Linked DNA regions of Pan troglodytes: region 2 is linked to region 1. Evidence: chromatin contacts called from public Hi-C data. All regions are on one chromosome and are shown on one strand. Each heading gives the region's core, a stretch centred on a gene start, on an enhancer-like site or on the middle of the called end of the contact. The rest is flanking DNA. Distances are from core to core; before and after follow the strand shown.

Region 1 (7,666 bases), core at 2,763-5,262:
TCAAGCAATGCACTAATGAGATGAGGAAACTGCATCAAGGAAGCCAGCTCATCCTTGGGGAGATGAGAACACACTGCCTGACGTCAGCATGACACCCAACTCCTATCTTAGCACAGGCTACGGATATTATGCTGCTGTCAGCTTCATTACGGAAACAATACAGAAATCTGCAGCAGACATTACTCCCAGCTTCTGGACTGTGAATCAATGACACCAATGCTTCAGGAGCCAAATTGGAAGGCTAGACAAAGTCATCAAACTTGAGGATTCAACAAGGTAATGGGACTGAATATGGTTTCTGGCGCAGAGCTGCTATTAGTCAGGGCAATGTGAAATTCACTGCTACTAGAGCTTCCTGGGTGGATTCACTCATTCACTCAACAAACATTTGCTGGCAATAAAGAGATCTGCCAGGCAATAAAGAGAAGAAAAAGACTACAAAAATCACCCTGCCTTTTGTGAACTAACAATGTAATAACCATGATGACAGTGCTAAAAAAGAGCAGCCAGCTGGGTGTGGTGGCACACGCCTGTAATCCCAGCACTTTGGAAGGCCGGGGCAGGAGGATGGCTTCAGGCCAGGAGTTTGAGACCAGCCTGGGCAACACAGTAAGACCCCATATTTATTTATGTATATTTTTAAGAAGAGCAGCCAACATTTTTTTTTGAGCACTTGTCCTAGCAGGTACCGCTGGATTCTTTTTTTATTTGTTTGTTTTTTATTTTTTGTTTTTGAGTCAGAGTCTCTCTCTGTCATGCAGGCTGGAGTGCAATGGCACGATCTCAGCTCACTGCAACCTCCGCCTCCTGGGTTCAAGTGATTCTCCTGCCTCAGTCTCCTGAGTAGCTGAGATTACAGATCTGCACCACCACGCCCGGGTAATTTTTGTATTTTTAGTAGAGACGGGGTTTCATCATGTTGGTCAGGCTGGTCTTGAACTCCTGACCTCATGATCTGCCTGCCTCGGCCTCCAAAAGTGCTAGGATTACAGGTGTGAGCCACCATGCCCGGCCATGCTGGATTCTTTAAGTGCAAGATCTCACGCTATCATCACAACATCCCGGGGTTTTACTGTCCTTGTTTTGAAGATGAAGAAACTGAGGCTCAGACATTGATTCAAAATCACAGCAGGGCTCAAATCCCCTGACTATAAAAGCCAATGCCCATAACTGCTAGGAAACACTGCTTACTCTAACCTAGTGCATTAACCTAAGTAGGATAAATAGGGACCTTACACTCTGGTGAGTGAAGGGAGGGTTTCTGAGAACAGAAAGAAGGCCAGGTGCAGCGGTTTATGTCTGTAATTCCAGCACTTTGGGAAGCCAAGGAGGGAAAATCCCTTGAGCCCAGGAGTTCAAGACCAGCCTGGGCTACATAGAGACACCCCACCCGTTCCTACAAAAAATGAAAATATAATTAGCTGGGCATGGTTGTGTGCGCCTGTGGTCCCAGCTACTAGCGAGGTTGAGGTGAAAGGATCACTTGAGCTCTAGAGGACGAGGCTACAGTGAGCTGTGACTGTGCCACTGCACTCCAGCCTGGACAACAGGGTGAGACCCTGTCTCAAAAACAAACAAACAAAAAACAAAGGGCCAGGCACAGTGGCTCACACCTGCAATCCTGGCACTTTGGGAAGCAGCCAAGGCGGGCAGATTTGAGATTAGAAGTTCAAGACCAGACTGGCCAACATGGTGAAACCCCATCTCTACTAAAAAATACAAAAATTTAGCCGGTCATGGTGGTGCATGCCTGTAACTACTTGGGAAGCTGAGGCACAAGAGTTGCTTGAGCCGGGGAGGCAGAGGTTGCAGGTTGCAGTAAGCCAAGATCATGCCACTGCACTCCGGCCTGGGTGACAGAGCGAGACTGTCTCAAAAAAAGAGAGAGAGAGAGAAAGAGAAGAATATGGTGAACATGATGTTCTTGCCAATGGAAGAAGTCAGTCCAGGAGCCCAAGTCTGGGAATCCATAACAGGGGCCGGATTACACTGCAAGCAATAATGAATGTAGCTGCCAACATACATTTTATTTCCAACTGAGAAATAAGAAGGCCTCAGAGGGGAAAATTCACTTTCCCAGACTTTTTAGTGGGGTGGAGGGGTAGAATCATTCTCATTTGACCCCCGTACATCTTGACATTTCTACTTATTAGAAATTAAAGTATAAATTAAGAAGCTTACTCTCCCTTCTCAGAATCCCATAGCTTCTCATCTGTAACTTCCTCAAAGCACCTGCCACCTTCTCTTACTACCCTGGAGAGTTGCTGACAGATGCTAATTTAGTTTTACTAAATATATTACCTTACCAGAAAGGCTAAACATGCGTAATAGATAATACCAGCTACCCTTTGTTGAAAGAGGCTTACAGATGGATGAGGAAACAGTGACCTGCCCAAGTAGCATTATCAAGACCAAAATCCACCTGACTCACAGCCCAGTAGTCTTTTAAGGACACGATCCTGCCTCTTCTACAGAACCACGTAAGAGGCTGAAAAACTTTGGGAAATAAAAGGAGAAATGCAGGCAAATGTTTCTGTAATCCAGCCAGAGGCTAAGAGTCCTTGTAGCAGGACAAGTGCAATCCTTTCCAACCTCACAAGGCAAACAGACGATAATAGTTGTCAAAAGACAAAAATTACAAGAAATTTAGTTTAAAATCTTAATTGGCTTATATTTGCATTCTAGAATCAGCTGATGCCTCGTTCTATAAAACAGAATGAGTGCTCTGATGAGCTGAGCTGAGGAGGCTGGCTTTATAGACAGAAAAGGGCTGAAGAAAGCAGAAACACAGAACAAAAGCGAATTGGTTGTTTCAAAGTTATTTTCCTTGTAAAGGTTAAAGCAGAGAGGACTTCCTCATCATGCCAGCTAAAGCTGGTTTATTTGGGGATTTGGCTATATTAACTGTCTCTCTCTCCTGATTTCTAGGAAAGTCAAATAAGCAACTTAGTTTCAGCTTGGTGGCATGGAACTTCAGCATAAGTGACTCCATGTTGGGTTGATCTGTTGGGCATAGTGCAGGAGCTCAGTCCAAACCAATAGCCTCTTATAAATTTTATTTAACATAGTGATAACAACAATATGACCATGGTAATAATAGAGGCAGCTTACTATGTGCCTGGCACCATTCTAGGGACTTCACAATCTTTTTTTTAATGTCCTAAGTTCTTGAAGGCAAGAGACTTTACAAATATTAACTACTATAATTATTATAACGATATTAAGTGGGTACTATTATTATCCCCACTTTTTAATGAGGCAAGGTTGAGAGGTCAACTAAGTTGCCCCAGGCAAGCCCATGAGCACTTGCCACGTGCTAGAAACTAAGTCCAGAAATTGTACTAAGTACAATTAAGTCGTTTAATACTCAAAGCAATCCCAAGATACCTGCTATCATTATCACCACTTTCAGAGGGAACCAACAGAGCTCAAGGCAGCCTGAACCCGGAGCCCGCGCTTAGCCACCAGCTGCGTGGCTGAGGGCAGGGCGCGCTGACCCAGGCTGGGTGCGCGTGGGGCGGGGGCTGGGTAGAGATCTGTTCGCTCGAGTCCTCAGCAAGGGCCGCACTGGACGTCAGCTCTGAGTGTGACCAAGGCCCTCGGCTTCTCCAGATCTGGACGCCCCAGCCCGGGAGCTCCGTGCCAGCGAGCCTCCGAGCATCGCGGGCCGCTACTGCCCCCTGCCGCCGCCCGGGCCTTGCAGGGAGAGCTTGCCCGGAGCAGAGGCGCGCGGCCACCGGGCCCCGGCAGCTCCCAGCCACGACCACCCAGAGACCCCGCAGAGGAAACGGAAGCCGCCGCCCGGCACTTTCTGAATTCCTCTCTCCGCCCTCAGGTCCCTGCGGCCTCCCCTCACCTTCGTCACTTCTCGTGGGCTGGCGGATAGAGCCCAGCGGCTCCCCACCCACTCGGCTCGCAGCCCGCGCTCCCAACGCCCGAGTTGCCATGGTGAAGGACGCGGGAGAAACGCCGGAAGGAGCACGGACCCCAGGGAGAGCGCGGAGGAGGCCGCGCGGGTCCTTCCTCCACCTGGGCCCAGGCACTTCCGGTCTCGTAGGCGTCGGGGAAAGCTCTTTGCGGACTTCGCTGCGGGCTTGGGATCTCCGACATGAAGGGAAGCGGGGGCTGGAGGACGCAGAGACTCTCCCTGGGCTGCTCGAAGTCCAAGGCTGTAACCCGGCTCCGGTCCTCATTTTCCCGCCGTCAGTGCCGGCTGCCTGCAGTTGCCATGGTGACGCGGGCCGCGGAGCAGGGCAAGGTCCCAAGTCGCGTGCAGTTGCTCCTCGCCGTCGCCACTCTCCTGCACCAGGCTGTGGGTAGTAGACGTCAAAAGAGATACACCAGAGCGCGACCCAGACTCGGGACCGCCGGGGTGGGGGCTGCTTCAGGCATTGGACACACTTCCTGGGCGCCTCGTGACCGCACCCTCCTGGCCTCACACCGCGGGGTGGGTTTGCACGAGGGTGGGCCGAGCCCTGTCGCTGAGCGACTCTGACCTTTTTAAGGCCACCTAGCTTTGGGTACAATGGATGTCTCATACTGAATTTTAATCAGCTTCTTACTGGAGGACATTAATGTTTGTTCAGTCTTTGTTACTACAAAAAATACTAGAGTAGCGTGGTAATATCCTTGTATGTACGTGCACACGTGCAACTTTTTCTGTAAATTTCCAGAAGTAAAATTTCTATGTCAAAGACCAGATGCAATTTTAATTTTCATGAATATGACTAAATTGCTCTTCAAAGACACTAGCAAATTTACATCTCCACCAAAACTGGAGTCCGATAATTTTAATTAGGATTATATCAACAGTGATGAACTGTTGCAAAAGAATTTTCCAGAGCATTTTCCATTAAACCAATTCTTTGATCAGTTTTTTTAAATACAACATAGTTAAATAGTATCCATATCCATTTTTATTTTATGGAAATTGTCTTTACTGAGTGATTCTTTTACATATAAATTTCATGATAAAGATTTTACTTCTTTAAAATTTGTATGTCGAATTTTACTTTGGTTTCCATCGTTGTGATATTTTGTATTTCATGCTCATGTTATTGAAAAAGGAAAAAAAAAGGCAACCCCGACATTCAGAAGCTAGCCTGGCATCACAGCTCCACCATGTTATCCTCCTATTGTACGTAGCGTCACAAAATAACAACCTCACATATGGTTACAGAGAGCCTGATAAAGTGAGACATAGCAAATCTACTTTGAAATTTTGTCTAAGCACAGACAAAAACACGGTCACTGTGCCACTCACAAAATACCAAACACCCGTCTTGGAGAAAATGAGTGACTGCTACTTCTTTTCTCTCTCTCTCTTTTTTTTTTTTTTTTTTGAGTCAGAGTCTCGCTCTGTCGCCCAGGCTGGAGTGCAGTGGCAGGATCTCGGCTCACTGCAAGCTCCGCCTCCCAGGTTCACGCCATTCTCCTGCCTCAGCCTCCCAAGTAGCTGGGACTACAGGTGCCCACCACCACGCCCAGCTAATTTTTTGTATTTTTAGTAGAGATGGGGTTTCACTGTGTTAGCCAGGATGGTCTCGATTTCCTGACCTCATGATCTGCCTGCCTCAGCCTCCCAAAGTGCTGGGATTACAGGCGTGAGCCACCGTGCCCGGCCCCCTGCTAACTAATTACAGTTTTATCTTTCTTCTAGTTTGCCTTCTCTATAGATTAGATTTATTGAGATACCCAATCATGGAATTGGCTCCTGCTTCCTGACCACTTCCAGTCTAGGGCGAATCCAACTTCCATAGGCCCTCCTTAAATTACCAATAAAAGCTGAAACCCAGTAATAGGTTCTTTATAACACCTCTTTTCGAAGATACCCGCCCATAGTTCTGTCATGGTATGTACTCTCCCTCAGTGCAACCCAACTTGTTCAACTATAGGTGTGTCCCGGTGGTCTTTGGCTAAAAGGCATTGACACTAGCAAGTTCTATTTTCTTTTCTTTCTAAGACACGGTCTCACCCTCTTGCCCAAGCTGTAGTGCAGTGGCACCATCAGGGCTCACTGCAGTGTCAACTTTCAGGCTCAAGCAGTCTTCCCACCTCAGCCTCCCAACTAGCTGGGACTACTGGCATGCACCACCCCGCCTGGCTGATTTTCATTTTTGGAGACAGGCTTTCACTATGTTGCCCAGGCTGATCTCGAACTCCTGGGCTCAAGGGATCTGCCTGCCTTGGCCTCCCAAAGTGCTGGGATTACAGGCATGAGCCACCATGCCCAGCCGCCATAGTTCCATTTCCTTTGGCAAAATTTTGTGGGTCCAAAAATCTGTCAATGGCAGTCCTCTACAAATGTTTTGTAAGAAGCAAATTTTACATGGGCAGTCTGTTTTAGTTTGCATTGATTATTTCAACCAGATCTGATTTCCTTTGCTTCTTGTAATTTCCAGTGTTACCTTTAAGATGTGAGTCTTCTGAGTTCTTTTCATAACAAATTTCACAGGTGCCATCTTAACCACTGTCAATTTTATTTTGTATGATTTGTAGACAAATCATACAAAATAAATGACTACCGGTGATAGTCATTATGAATCAGACAGAAGGTTGATAATTTTTTCATCTGCTTCTTGACTCAAGAACCTTCAGTAGGGCAGTGATGTAGGACCTGGATACATAGCAAAGTAAAAATGATCTGCTTCAACTGGCAGGCTTACTGTGTGCACCATGCCCTTTACCAGGCACTGGGAACACAGGTCCTGCCATGAAAGTAATTCACAGTCTAATCAGAGCGATATAGGAGCTGGCTGGCCTCAACTTGCCAGATGGATGAGAATGAAAAGGGCCTTCCAAATGGAGGAAACAGCCAAATGCAACGAGTTTATTTATTCATTAAATATTTATTGAATACTTACTTTGTGCCAGGAATTGGGCTGAGCATTGGGGATGCAGGAATGAGCATCTTCCATGTGGCCCCTGCTCTCCAGAAGCTCTTGGTCTGGTGGGGGAGATGCATATGAAACAATCGCTCCAGTGACTGCAATGTGTAATAACCACTGCAAAGAAAATCCAGAATTCTGTGGGAGCCTGGGACAATGGCAACCTGACAAGTGGGGGTCAAGGAGGGCTTCACTGAGAAACTCACTTTTAATCTGTGTGAAGGATGAGACAGACAAAGAGGAGGTTATTCTTGGCAGAGGACACAATTCATGCCCTGAAGTGGGAAAAGACTTGACCTTTCTCATGGGATGAAAGCAAGCCAGTGTAGCTGGAATGAAGTGGGTTGGAGGAGGCTGTTGGAGTATGAATGAGGTGGACCGATACCTGATCCTGCAAGGGCTTGTCCACCACCCTAAGTTGTTTGTGTCTTAATTCAAAAGCAAGAAGTCAGGGAAGAGTATCAAGATAAGGAGTGGGGTGATTAGATTATAAATGCATTTTACTATGTCTATGGGAGAATGGATTGGGCGGCAGCAGGGGGGATGATAAACATCATGGAACCAATAAGAAGGAGAACACTGTAGTTGTTTACAGGAGCAACAATCACAATTGACCAGGTAGCACTCAGAGGAGGGAAGTATCCATTGGCGCACTGAGGGTGGAAATGAGATTAGAATGGATTGAGGAGTGTGTGAGGTGAGGAATATCTGTGAAAAATATGAGAAACAACTGAGTTATGGACTGAATTGCGCACCCCAAAATTCATCTTAACTCCTAA
Region 2 (7,666 bases), core at 3,643-6,142, 130 kb before region 1:
TACAGACAAGGTCTTGCCATGTTGCCCAGGCTGGTCTTGAACTCCTGAGCTCAAGTGGTCCTCCAGCCTTGGCCTCCCAAGACTACAGGCATGAGCCACCATGCCCAGCTAAGTTTTCAAGCTTTTTTGCATAAGTTTGTCCATAATATTTCTAAATTATTCTTCAAATAGCTATAGGGTCTCTTATTCCTGATATTAGTAATTTGTGTCTTTCTTATTTTTTGCTGATCAGTCTGGCTAGAGACTTATCAATGTTATTCATGTTCCGAAAGAACCCACTTTTAGTTACATTGAATTACTATTTTGTTTTTCTATTTTCTGTTTTATTGATTTATGCTGTTTGGTATTTCCTTTTCCATTTATTTTAGATTTTAGGTTTAATTTCTTCATTTCTTTCTTTTTTTTTGAGACGGAGTTTTGCTCTTGTTGCCCAGGCTGGAGTGCAATGGCACAATCTTTGCTCACCACAACCTCTGCCTCCCAGGTTCAAGAGATTCTCCTGCTTCAGCCTCCTGAGTAGCTGGTATTACAGGTGCCTGCCACCATGCCCAGCTAATTTTTTAGTTTTAATAGAGACGGGGTTTCTCCATGTCGGTCAGGCTGGTCTCGAATTCCCAACCTCAGGTAATCCACGGGCCTTGGCCTTCCAAAGTGCTGGGATTACAGGCGTGAGCCACCATGCCCGGCCTGGTTTAATTTCTTCACTTTTTAGCTGCCTAAGGTGGAAGGTGAGTTCATTGATTTTTTTCGTTTCTAATATAGACATTTTAGTGCTATAAATATTCCTCTGCTGCATCCTATGCATTTTTATATGCTGTGTTTTTAGTTTAAAATACTTTATAATTCTCTTTAAAAATTTCTCCTTTGACCCATAGGTTATTCAGAAGCCTTTTCTTTAGTTTCCAAATGTTTGGAGATTTCCAGATATATTTATGTTATTGTCATCTAATTTAATTTCGTTGCATTCAAAGAACATTGAGACTACTTATAATTTTTATTCTTGATGGATTGATTCTTTTATCATTCAAAAATATTCTTTTTCTTTAGTAACAATCTTTGGCTATTTTGTTTAATATTTGTATAGCCACTCCAGGTTTGTTATGGTTACTATTTGTATGGTATATAATTTGTATTCTTTTACATTTAACCAATTTCTATTCTATATTCAAATTTGATTTTTTGTAGCAGTATATAGTTGGGTCTTGCTTTTTTATCCAATGTGACAATAGCTGCCTTTTAATTGGGTGTTTGGGCCATTTACATTTAATGTGATTATTAGTATGGTTGGGTTTAATCTACCATATTGCTACTTATTTTTAAAATCTGTCTCAACTATTCTTTGTCCCCTTTTCTCCTTTTCTGCCTTCTTTTTCTATTAATTGAGTATTCTTTACTATTACATTGTGTTTACTTTGTTGGTTTATTACTGATAACTGGGTTTTCTTGTTGTTTTCTTTTTTTTTTTTAGATGGAGTCTCACTCTGTTGTCCAGGCTGGAGTGCAGTGGTGCGACCTCAGCTCACTGCAGCCTCCACCTCCCAGGTTCAAGAGATTTTCCTGCCTCAGCCTCCCAAGTAGTTGGGATTACAGGTATGCACCACCACACCCAGCTAATTTCTGTATTTTTAGTAGAGATGGGGTTTTGACATGTTGGCCAGGCTGGTCTCAAACTCCTGACCTCAGGTGACCTGCCTGCTTCAGACTCCTGAAGTTCTGGGATTACAGGCGTGAGCCACCATGGCCAGCCGGTTTTCTTTTCTTTTTCTTCTCTTTCTTTTTTGAAACAGGGTTTCACTCTGTCAACCAGGCTGAAGTGCAGTGGCACCATCTCGGCTCACTGCAACTTCTGCCTCTCAAGTTCAAGTAACTCCCCTGCCTCAGTCTCCTGAGTAGCTGGGACTACAGGCATGTGCCACCACGCCTGGATAATTTTTTTTTTTTTTTTTAAGTAGAAATGGGGTTTCACCATTTTGGCCAGGCTGGTCTTGAACTCTTGGCCTCAAGTGATCTACCCATCTTGGCCTCCCAAAGTGCTGAGATTGCAGGTTTGAGCCACCACGCCGGCCTTCTTTTCTTTTACTGGTTTCTTTAGGTTTATAATACAGATCTTTAACTTGTCACAGTCTATCTTCAATTAACATTTTATTACTTCATGTATTATACAAGAAATTTACATCAGTGTATTTTTTTTCCTTCCTGGCCATTGTGTTATTATTTTCATACATTTTACTTCTACAATGTTGCTATTATTTTTGCTTTAAATGTAGAGGATGCCACCACTGAATTTCTTAGTGATGTTGATGCCTCTGTCACTACTCATTTCTGATGGCCTTGGTGAATGGTGGGTGGGTCCCCTGGGCCCTCTGAGGGAACACAATCCTTTGGAAGATGTCTCCTGGCCCCTCATAATATGTCAACCCCAGCACGCGCCATTTCCCTGAGCCTTTTAATTCTTTCCTCTATCATGCAGCATAGGAATTCAGCCATGTCAACTGTACTTAGCATAAGTCATCACTTCTTCCAGATGTTTGGAGCCACTAAGCCAGTTTGCACCAGCTCTCAGGATCCTCACCTGGGTGTTAAATCTCGTATCACAAAAGAATGGCCCCAAGTCAATAAATTCTTCATTGTTTAGGCTCCTGTTACGGCTTCCTTGATTAAGCACCCTCAAATCCACTCCCAGAGTTCTCCCGTGATCCTGCTGTCACATGATCCTAGTTTTTTGGATCCTTTGGACTATAGTCCCTTTATTTCTTTATCACATATGGCACATCCCCAACTGAGTTATGCTGCAACTTAACATGACATCAGCCTGGAGGCCAAGAGAAGAGGCAGAAATAAATCCTGAGTAGGGCCCCTGCTGCAGGGGAGAGAATTCTTCAGTGTCTTCCCATATGGGATAGGAGGTGGGGAGAGAAGTTACTGGATCTTAATAGGAAGGAGGCCAGGCCTGTCTATGGGCTCTGAGGGTCCAGAGGAGTTTGGAAGTCAAAATGTTTGAGGGCATCCACCCAGATGTACCCAATCCATATTGCCTGGGATAATATGGGATGAGGATGGGTTCAAGGCAGCTGGATGGTAAGTGATTCAACCCCAAATCCCTAATTTACTGACTGCTTTTTTTTTAAGAGATGGGGTCTTACTGTGTCATTCAAGCTGAAGTACAGTGACACAATCATAGCTCACCGCAGCCTTGAACTCCTGGGCTCAGGCAACAAGCAGTACAGAAAGCCTGCATTTAAACACTGGCGACACAGAGACCATCATTGGCTGCATTACATCAGCACCAGTGATACAGACGACTGTCACTTTTCTTCTTCTCTCTCTGCTCCAACTCTGAGGGATCAAGCAACTCCCCAGTTCGGGGAAGGAAGGGAAGGAAGGTGAGAGATGGACAGTGCCTGCTCTGCAGGCGTGAGTAAGGCCTGCGCTGCACCCAGGGGAGAAGCTTTGAGCTGGATGTGAGGTTGAGGTTTCTATTTAGATTCTACTTGTCTCCTGAGTTCAGAAAATGAGGCAGAGTTGTCAAAATGGGATTAGTCAGCACAAGCGACAGGAAAGCTAATGGGATTTGCTTGAGGTTATTTTAAGGGACAAAGGCTGAGGAACCATCAGAGTGTGTATAAAGGCAGAGAAGGTTCAGGTTGAGTTAACAGCGCTGTGGCTGGCGGAAGCACGCATTTGCTCCTGGCCACAAGAGGAGCGTGGAGCCCCGTGTGAGCAGAGGCTGGGCCACCCCCGGAACCAGCTCTGCCAGAGGGTTCCAGCAAAAACTGTGAAGTCCCCTCTCACTCTGATGCATGTAGAGAGGCCTGAAAAGTTTGCCCAACCACACAGAGAATGTTTGAAGCCTTCTGTGACCAGGAGCTACCTCCCAAGGCAGCCTCATCTATTTTTGGACATCATGTTAGAAAGTTTTCCTAAACTGGCTTGAAATGTTTCCCTAGTTTTGCACCTATAGCCTTGCAGATCAAGCCCACTCCCTTTGGACATTGAAACACAGAGAACATGGCCTCCTCAAATTTATTCCCTGCTCCAGAAGGTCACGGCCACAGCCTCCTCTCTCCTTCACCATCTTAGGTGCAACAGCAGTCAGGTAGAGTCGGTGCTGTGTGATCGCACTTATTTAACATTTATTTTGAGTTAGGGTGTGAGTGCTGGGGCAGGTGGCTAACCATCCCCTGCCCTCTGTGGTGGCCTGAGAGAGAAGCAGGAATGCCCCGTGCAGGTTGGGGATCAGCAAACAGTCTAGACCAGCTTCTCTCCTGTATCCCGTTTGGAGAGTCCCTGGGTCAGGGGCCAGTCCATCCTGCAGCATTGAAGGGCGTGAGGAATGAGCAGGGCTGTGGGGCTCACAGAGCAGGCAGCCCTGGGGAGAAGCGGCCAGGGAATGTGCAAAAGTGATCAAGTCATAGGACAGGGTGGACCCAGCCCCAACCTGGGGGAGAGGAGAGGGGGATGTGCTGGAGCCTGGAGGTCCATGTCTGGCAGCCTTGGGAGATGGAGAGGGTTTCCCAGGCTGGACAGCATGGGCGGGGGGTTCATTCCACGGTGAGCTCTCCCTGCTCCGTGTTATCCAAGTTTGTACGGGAGGCCACCAGGGCCCTTCATTCGGCTACATCAATGGACAACATGGCCTTGATTGCAGGGAACTTGTTGCAGGAGAAGTCGGCGAGCAGTTGCTTGGTGCCACTCCGGGTGGGCAGGATATCAAAACGGACCCGGGACCGCTCCTTGGGCCCTAGGGTCGGCACGCTGATGCGGAGGGCACAGATCAGTGTTGATATGAGACACACAGACCTTGGGCTGGACGGGCCTCCTGTGACCTCCTGTCCTGTTCTGATGGAGGCTGGGCAAGGCCACTGCTTCTTTAGCTCCCTCTAGCTGTCTCTCTGGGTTACGGGGCCCCTCCAGCCCTGGAACACTTCAGCAGGGGAAGCAGGAGGGGGTCCCATGATCTCTCAAATATTCTAAGCCCTGAAGGCCAGCTCTTAGCTCTGGTGACCTGGACTTCTCAGGAGTTCAAGTTTGGTGAACCCCCAAACCAAATGCAAAAGCAGATTCTAGAGTTCCAAGACCCCCAAAAGAGTAAAGAACCCAAGGTCAGAGGGAGCTCTGTCTGTCCCACCCACAGGATCTGGAGGGCGCCCCCGCCCCGTCCCGCCCTCCCGCACCGGCCACTTAGGCCCAGGACTCACTCGATCTTCAGGTTACCCAACAGCAGGCCGCTTCCCTCCACCATCAGCACGCAGTCCCTCACCGGCTCATCCAGTGGATTGGAGAAGAGCATCTGCACGTTCACAGGCTTCCGCACACGAGCCTCGTTCAGCACCTACAGGGGAGAGGGGCTGCCGAGTCAGGACTCCAGCTGCTCAGCCCCTGCCTGCACCTTGGTGAGGGCTGGGCAGGGTGACTGAGTGAAGAGGGTGATGTCACTGAGGATGAAGAAGGGGAGACCATTTAGCCCTCCTAGGTGCCAGGCACATTGTGTCTGATGCCCCCTGCCCCCCAATACACAGGATGGTCCCAGGACATTATCCTGTGCTGTGGATGAGAACCTCAGCTTTGAGGGGGAAGGGGCCCCCTGCAGCAGCCAACAACACTGTTACTTCCCTGCCCCGACTCCAGTTCAGACCCTGCTTCCCAGGACAGCCCAACCCCACTGTGGGCTCTGTGAGGGTCAGGACATTTTTCATGCTGAATTTATTTTTTGCAAGGACAGGGTGTTGCTGTGTTGCCCAGGCTGGCCTCGAACTCCTGGCCTCAAGTGATCTTCCTGCCTTGGCCTCCCAAAGCACTGGGATTACAGATGTGAGTCACCGTGCCCAGCCACTTGCTGGATTTAATATTACTTTCCTTGGCTTTCCTGCTTATGGGTCCTGTTTCTTCCCTTAAAGCTTGAACCTCCGTCTCTGGGAGGCCCCACAGGTGTTGAAAAGGGCAGCCCCAGGCCCTACAGCTACTCACACCCTGGCTCACACTGTAGCTCCTTTAACTCTTTTTCCAGGGGTTGGGTCCCCCCAGCTCAACCCAGGCTACTCTCCTCTGCTGACACCCCAGTCTACCAATGTCCTTCTAAACTTCTAGAGCCCAGAGGTTCCCTGTGCACCATTTATAGTCTGAGCGGAGCTCTAATACCACACGGTCCTTGCTCAGGGATCAGAACAGGTGAAGGCTGGGTTTGGGGTCAGAAAAACAATTTGGACTATTTATTCAGACCAAAAGATGAAAGCTGTTGTGTTTCTGCCAAGAAACAGCCGTAATTCATTCTGGACAGACAAGTCATCTCTTTGCGCCTCAACTTCCTCATCTGGTAAAGAAGGAAAATCATCTCTTCCCTCCCAGAAGGGGTCAAATGAGATCAAGGATGGGGAAGAAAGCATTTTGGACATAGAAATGGACATTTTATGGCTATTGGATTTCTTCTTCTTTTGAAGATGACTGGAGGTTGCTGGGTTTTGTTGTTGTTGTTGTGTTTTGTTTTTCTTGTCACCAATCCTCAGAGCAACCATTTTACAGTGACAGAGCTGAGGTTCAGGCTGATTCAATAACCTGGAACATTCACACACAAGGAAACAGCAGAGCCCAGCTGGATCTAAAGCCTTTGCTGTTTCTGATAGGTCTGCAATACCTCCCAGTAATTTGTGAATAATTGAAGCATTTTAGACATCATGGTCTATATTTTCATTTCTTCCATGAAACTCATTTAAGTGTATGACATAATTTGAAGAGTGCAGCATAATTTTATGCTATTGGGTTATAAGAAAGCTATACAGATGTTGCCACATTTTTCATGGTGATATTTAATTTGAGATTTCCATGCTTTTTTTTTTCTTTTTTTAATGCCACTTACCACTCTCTCCTATTGACCCAACTCTGTAAATGTACCCAGAGGAAAGGATAAAAGCCACTAAAAACCTGAGTTTGCTTGTCACAGATGATGGATCAACTGGGAGGCCATCACCCTTTGGAAACAATGTTCAGATTGTTTTTGGCCTGGTTTTGTGGTCTAAGGTCCTCAGTGCTAATTGCCAGTCAGCACCAGGTTAGATAATGGGGTTTTACCCAAATTATTATCTTTTCATACAGATCACCTTCTCCAGTTTAAAAATCCGTGCCCTGCTCTGAGTGAGCTAGGCACTGATCCGTTCAATAGAGACAAGAATGTCTCGATTAGGTGAAGGCTTAGGTGGAGGAAAGAACGTGCCTCGAAGAAGGAAGATCAGGAGTCATTTAAAAAGACTAAATTTTTAAAAAGAGTCAGTGATAGCACATTTCTAGCCTTATATATTCTGATTTCCTTTCTAAAGATATTGTAGTATCTTAAAGATAAGTAGACTTGCCATGGAAATCTGGAAGATGTATAGCAAAAGTGTTGAATAAAAGATAATGCTGGAAGAAGGTTTGAGGACATTGGATAAGGGAATATAATGGGGAATACACTGGGGAAAAACACTAATTTTTTTTTTTTTTTTTGACAGAGTCTCACTCTGTCAGCCAGGCTGGAGTGCAGTCTTGGCTCACTGCAACCTCTGCCTCTCGGGTTCAAGCAATTCTCCTGCCTCAGCCTCCCAAGTAGCTGGGATTATAGGTGCCTGCCACCATGCCTGGCTAATTTTTTATATTTTTAGTAGAGACGGGGTTTCACCATGTTGGCCAGGCTGGT

The links. A called contact is a pair of places that touch in the nucleus more often than the background predicts.
Region 2: a Hi-C map of induced pluripotent stem cells shows a contact between it and region 1, with 1.7 times the contacts expected there. The contact joins the enhancer-like site here to the promoter of TGM3 in region 1. A contact is called at or near these places in 4 of 7 Hi-C or Micro-C datasets (blood, induced pluripotent stem cells and stem cell-derived neural progenitor cells) and 1 of 1 datasets of contacts at active chromatin or transcription factors (stem cell-derived excitatory neurons).

Annotation. Positions count from the first base shown.
Region 1 is chr21:8,840,555-8,848,220 of NHGRI_mPanTro3-v2.0_pri, reverse strand. It overlaps TGM3 (transglutaminase 3), which reads right to left and starts at 4,012. Exons shown (of 15, transcript XM_063803236.1): 1 at 3,857-4,012. The region is part of intron 3 of STK35 (serine/threonine kinase 35); the gene reads right to left.
Region 2 is chr21:8,973,812-8,981,477 of NHGRI_mPanTro3-v2.0_pri, reverse strand. TGM3 (transglutaminase 3) reads right to left here. Exons shown (of 15, transcript XM_063803236.1): 14 at 5,199-5,332; 15 at 4,010-4,755. The coding sequence ends at 4,608. Among named protein-coding and RNA genes, the nearest start is that of TGM6, 33 kb to the left of the region's middle. Within about 2 kb of position 4,892, at least 1 of the 24 cell types and tissues checked has an H3K27ac peak or open chromatin away from gene starts, as enhancers often do. A contact at or near this core is called in induced pluripotent stem cells, where this site is marked.